Regions from separate parts of the Triticum aestivum genome. Here region 2 is linked to region 1. A link is a contact called in public Hi-C data. All regions are on one chromosome and are shown on one strand. Each heading gives the region's core, a stretch centred on a gene start, on an enhancer-like site or on the middle of the called end of the contact. The rest is flanking DNA. Distances are from core to core; before and after follow the strand shown.

The links. A called contact is a pair of places that touch in the nucleus more often than the background predicts.
Region 2: a Hi-C map of leaf shows a contact between it and region 1, with 5 times the contacts expected there. The contact joins the promoter of LOC123045211 here to the promoter of LOC123045210 in region 1. A contact is called at or near these places in 2 of 5 Hi-C or Micro-C datasets (both in leaf).

Annotation. Positions count from the first base shown.
Region 1 is chr2B:412,393,801-412,396,738 of IWGSC CS RefSeq v2.1, reverse strand. LOC123045210 reads left to right here and starts at 1,476. Exons shown (of 11, transcript XM_044468171.1): 1 at 1,476-1,729. The coding sequence starts at 1,553.
Region 2 is chr2B:412,795,682-412,798,619 of IWGSC CS RefSeq v2.1, reverse strand. LOC123045211 (dnaJ protein ERDJ2) reads right to left here and starts at 1,469. Exons shown (of 11, transcript XM_044468174.1): 1 at 1,292-1,469; 2 at 982-1,202; 3 at 788-883; 4 at 1-94. The coding sequence starts at 1,167.

The sequences.
Region 1 (2,938 bases), core at 227-2,726:
GATCAATTTTGCATTTCACATTCAGTGGCTTTAGATCAATAAAACTTAACTTTAACCTAAAAAAGGTAAAAAGGGTTAGAGGACAAATATTTTACAAAATGCAGCCCTACACGTAAACAATCGATATCCATCCTAAAAAAATCGATATCCAAATTTTTCAAAAGATTGGAACAACTCGAAGTGACGATTGATGAAGACGCTGGGAGCATGGAAGGGACGGTAAACAGCACACCGGTTGCACGCACGCACGCAGGCTGACGCTTTTTTTTTGAGCGTCAGTACAGACACAAACGCTCATATACACGCGCATACACTCATCTCTATGAATGCACACACGCACATCCTACTTCTATGAGCACCTCCGAGAGACTGAGCCAACATATCATTTTGAGATTTACGAAGCAACCGTAGGTGCCTCGTCGTCGACGGGAACGTCTCCTCCCACTGAAAGCGCATCGCCGGAAATCCTAAAATAAATCCAGGAATAATGCGAGCACCAGGATTTGAACTCTCGTGGGTTGGGATACCACTGTCCACCTAGGATGCGTTTGGTTAGAGGGACATAATAGAGTGGTTATAGGTATCCCCAGCCAGCCGGATAGGGATAACCATTTTTTCTGTTTGGTTGATGGGTGAGGATAGCCTGTGTTTTGTTTGGTTTGAAGGACAACTCGTGATTGCGGATAGTCATATAGTATGGTTCAATATTTGATAGAGAGTACAGAGTTGACTTCCTGTCATCTTTGCCCTTTGAGCTGCTGCAGTACAAGATCATACAATGGATCAGCACATTAGGCAGAAAATCAAGAGAAGGAAACACACAGAAGTACACCATGCACTGCATGCGCACAACACCACGCTCATGCATGCACGAGTGGCGCGACACAAACGGTGCGCATAGCACGCATGCACGGCTTGTGTCTGCGCCCACGCTCACATCCGCAGAGCTCCGGCAGCGGCGCGCGGCACTCATAGTCACATGCATGCATGAGCCTGCCGCCCGTCGACGTGACCTCTGCTAGTTGCAGCTCAAACGCGAGAGGTAAGAGATGAAGGAGAGAGGACACGGCAAGGAAGAAAATAAGGGAGGAGGGAGCCCTGCCGCCGTGCATTTACCTCCGGCGCCGCCGCTCTTCCTGTCGCCGCTGTCACCGCAGAGAAGAGAGATGGGAAGGGAAAAAAGATAGGGTTGACTTTTGCGGGAGGTGAGCCAGCGAGAGCGAGGCCGAAAACGTTTCACGGGCTGGCTTTCCATCTCGCGCGCACGCGGGATGAGCAGATCCATGAGATTTTCGCGGACACGCGGAGCCAGGTTTTAGAGGAATATTTCAAGCATCTGGCTAGTTGTATCCCGGCTTGCCCATAAACCAAACGGGTGACATCCATCTAAAAACTGGCTATCCCTGTCCCAGAGAGGGATAGCCCAGCAACCAAACGCATCCTAACCATCTCAACCACAGGCTGACGCTGACACATACTAGTAGCGACTGGCCCCAGTAGCCGCTAGAAGATTCTCACCCACGGGCACTGCCTTTTCCCAAAAGGCGGAAAGATGGGGCAGGAGGCGGATGCGGATGAGCAGCTGCAGCGGCGGCTCCGGCGGGTGTTCGCTGCCGAGGAGCGGTCGTTCCGCATGGATCGGCGCTCGCCGGCCGCCGCCGACCTCCGCTCCGCCGTCGCCGATGTGCTCCCCCGATTCCTCGGCAACTACTCCGACGAGACCCTCGCGGTACCGCCCCAAATATCCCCTTCCTTCTCTCGCACGCACGCGTGCCCTAGAACTTGCCAGTGCCCATACTTGGTGGGATGCGGTCGCGTCTCCATCCTGCGTGGTTCCGTGTGCTAATTGGTCTCGGGAATGTCACGATATGAGTGTGGATGGGCCTCCCCGTCTGGGGCTGTACCAAGGGGATTGGGGTGGCTCTGAACGGACTATATGCATGTGCTTGTTTGTTGAATGCTCTGCCTGGTCGAGTGATTGGCACCCAAGTGAAATTTAAGTTGGAGAGGTGATGGATTAGACTATCTATCTGGAACATTCGGCTTGTTTAACTTTTCCTAGGAACTCTATAGAAGTTAGGTATGGACTTCCCAGGATCTCAATTCAGAAATGTGAGCCTTCTAATTGGTCGTCCCAGCCTCAATCGCATCAGAAGTGGTGCCAAGATATATTTAAAGTAGTTTTCTGACATAATGGACCAGTGTGTTCTCTTAACCCTCATAAACAGTCCTTATCAATTCGATATACCTACCTCCTTTCCTCGCTGATAACCTTGATTCATATTTCACAGGTCATTAACCTTTTGTACTTCACATTTTTTTTTGTGTGCCTCTGTTCCATTGTTGTGCCCTACAATTTGCAAATTAAGCATTATAGTACACAAGTCTATAGATACTTCATAAAGCATAAGTTCATAATGCCACCAACACCTAACTTTGGCAAAGCCAGCGTGTTCGAGGCACAAATATATTGTTGTGGTCAGGTTTATATGATCTATGAGTCAAATATGACGGGACACTGATGATGAGTTTTGTTCAGTAGTAACTTTCACCAGTTATTTAAGTGATTAAGATGTTTCTGGGTGCTGCTTCATTGACATGGAAGACTGTAGAGACATTGTATAATACTCCCTCCGATCACAAATATAAGATGTTCTAACTTTTTTCTGAATCGGTTGCACATAGACATGTTTTAGTGTGTTTGTTCACTCATTTCAGTCCGTATGTAGTCCATATTGAAATATCCTAAACATCTTATATTTGTGAATGGAGGGAGTAATATTGAAGGCTGTAAAATGGATTGTATTGTTTTCACATCACCTTGAGATAAAGTGAACACATGTAGTTCAGTACAATTTCAGTTGTCCAATTATATTTGTAGATTGGTGATTTGACCAATTCATGATAATGAAGAGGATATTTGCATAAGAAGACATGC
Region 2 (2,938 bases), core at 220-2,719, 400 kb before region 1:
ACTGAATAGAGAGTCTCCTGTATGATTTCTTGATTTCAGATTCTGATGCCCCTGGTTCAAGTCCAAGAATGCTGTATGGCTCAAATACTTGGACCTAGGAAACAAAATCATATAAAATCAATTATTGGGATCTTGCCCTGGTGAAATTTCAGGGAAAAAATCCTTCACACTTCAAGTGCAGCATTATTTATGCACATAGTATCCAAAATTAACTAGCATAATTACGATTGAGACAAAGATGAACAATCGGGACTTCGCAAAAAATGCTTCTAGGAAATAAACCTGCCTATGCTTGGATACAAAAACAAACTAAGTCCTGAAATCTAAAAATACCGAACTTCGCAACAAGGTTTCTGCATATGTGATTGTTTGACAATGTTCAGGAGAGTGAAACATTAGTGAGGCTTCAGAAGAATAAAGGGGAACTAAATCAGCGCAAAGATATGCTACCCTTTCTAGTATATCCCAACAAACTTGCTGGGCATGCTGCTACTAAAAAGAAAACGGTGACTTTGCTGCATCAAGGAACTGACAAAACATGAACATTGTGGTGACTGCTCTGGTAGGATAAAGCTGAACGTCAACTGAGTTGTACTTTTGGTTATCAGTTTATTTCAGTATAGTCATCTACCAATCAAGACTATTCTAGGTGAAGGAGCAGAGAAAAGGTCACATGAGTAAGTATTAAATCCTTCCGTATCTACTAGTTCACAGCAGAGAAGAATTTGAGTTAACTGCTTGAACAAAAGAAAAATTGACAACATATACCAGGCAAAAGTTACCATACCTCGCGGCTGCTGAGTTTGATGTAGTAAATCAGGAAGATCACAACGATCCAGAGAAGCAAAATGGTAAGGTTGCTCCACGTCGAGAAGTTGGATATCTGCACGACAAGAATCAGAACACGATCATAGAGGAGTTAGCACGCACTAGAATTCTACTGCTAGCCTCACGCAGAACAAACAGCCGCAACCCGCCCACCTTCTTGTAGATCGACTTCCGGTACTTTCCGGAGCGGTGGCACCCGGAGCAGCGGCAGTGGATGGTCTTGGCCTTCTTCGTCGCCGCGTGGCACAGCCGCGTGATCGTGTACGGCACCAGGGGCAGCGCGATCATGGTCAGGATGAATATCAGGAAGAGCGAGCTGTTCTCCTCCGCCGCCGCCATGGCTGCTGCTGCTGCCTCCCTTACTCAACTCACGACTGCGACGGAAAGAAAAAACCACGGAGTCAGCGTGCGTTATTAGAGCGCGGCGTCGTGTGGCGGCCGGGGGCCGGCGGCGACGGCTCACCTTGGCCGGGGCGAGCGGGCCGTGCTCCGAAGATCTGGATATCGGAGAAGCGGATCTGGTCGCCAGGCGAGGAGGGGCGAGATCGGGGAGGAAGGCGGTCGAGATAGGTTTTGCGGGGCCAGATGCGGCGGGGCCTCGCAACAGGACACGGAGCGAGATGTCAGTGTGAGACAAAAAGGGTAAGTAACTGGTTTTGACTTGTGACCAGATACGGCCCGGAGCGCGGATGGTAAGCGAGGCCAGGCCTTCGAGCTGTGGGCCGGCCCACCACGGTGGTTTCTTGGCACCAGTTTTTATTTTATTTTTTGAGATCATGAGTAATTTCTCCTATATAAAAGGCGCTAGCCTACCCGCCATTCTGAGCGATCTTCGTCGGCCGTTCCTTCTGGGTCGCACGATCTACCGGCGTTCATACTTTTTACGGCGTTGTCAAAGGCTCAGTCATCCCTCCGGTTTACATCCGTATTTCACTTTTCTGTACATGACAATTGGGCCTCATTACCAATTGCCTCGAGGGAATGAGGTGAGTTTTGCCTCCTTTCGATGCGGATGGATTAGCGACCAAGAAGGCAATCATGATGAAAATATATCCCTCGTCATCCCCTCTCCTGTGAAAATATCTCCTCTCTCTCCCTCGTCTCTTTCCATCCCTCTCCTCTTCCCCGTGTCGCCGCCTCCACTTCCCCCTCCCTCTCGCCGTCTCTTCTCCTATGCCTCCACCACCTCCTCCACTGCCTAGCATGGCTTGATCACATGTTCTAGACGAGGAGGATGTGACAGCTTGGGAGGTGATAAGGAGGCGACATCTTGGGACGCGAGCAAGAGGAAGCAAATGGTTCTCCTTTCATGGTGGCGTCCGACCTATCGGATCTTACTCCTCGTCAACCCGGTGGAAAGGAGTAGATAATCCCCGTCCTCTTGGGCATCATATGCCAGAGGTTTATATTCACCTAAGCCGGTGGATGGGGACTAATGGCGGCTCTAGGAGATGAGGCGATGGTGGGTGAGCCTTTTTTCTTCCTTGGTTTCGCCTTCACGCTCTTCACTGTTGTGAACTCATTACATATTACGCTCATGTCCTTGTCGTGGTACATTTATCTTTATCCCCATATATTCGTTATGTCATTTGTTGTTCTCTTTCTTGCTGCTCGCGCGGCCTCTACTCTTTCTCTTGGATTGACCTGAGCAGCTGCTCGATCTCGATTTTGATCTGTCCATGCTCCATAGGTTAAAGAAAATTCTTGATTTTTTTTGTGAAGCTTGTCTACAGTGGGATGGAGGAGGGCGGGAGGCATTATCACCGATGATTGCCAAGTGCCAACAATGTCACCAAGGTGAGCGCCCCATCACATTGGCTCCTTATTGTCCCATGTTTGGAGATGGTCGGCCAGCCATGCAAAATTTGTTCGGTGTTTGACTTTTTCTCCCTCTGTTTATGATGTACCTCACCAGGAACACACCATTGGGTTACCTCAAAAGGGTACTCAGGGGTATGTGTGTCACGTCGATGCCAACCTCGGGTTCATGGAGCTTTGCTCCTGGGTCAAGGACAAGTGAGCTGGCCGCACTGCTGAACCCCTCCTCTTTCTTTCTAGATCCCCATGGTTTGTTATCTTTTGTTTGGATTTGAGCTAAAGATTTGTTACC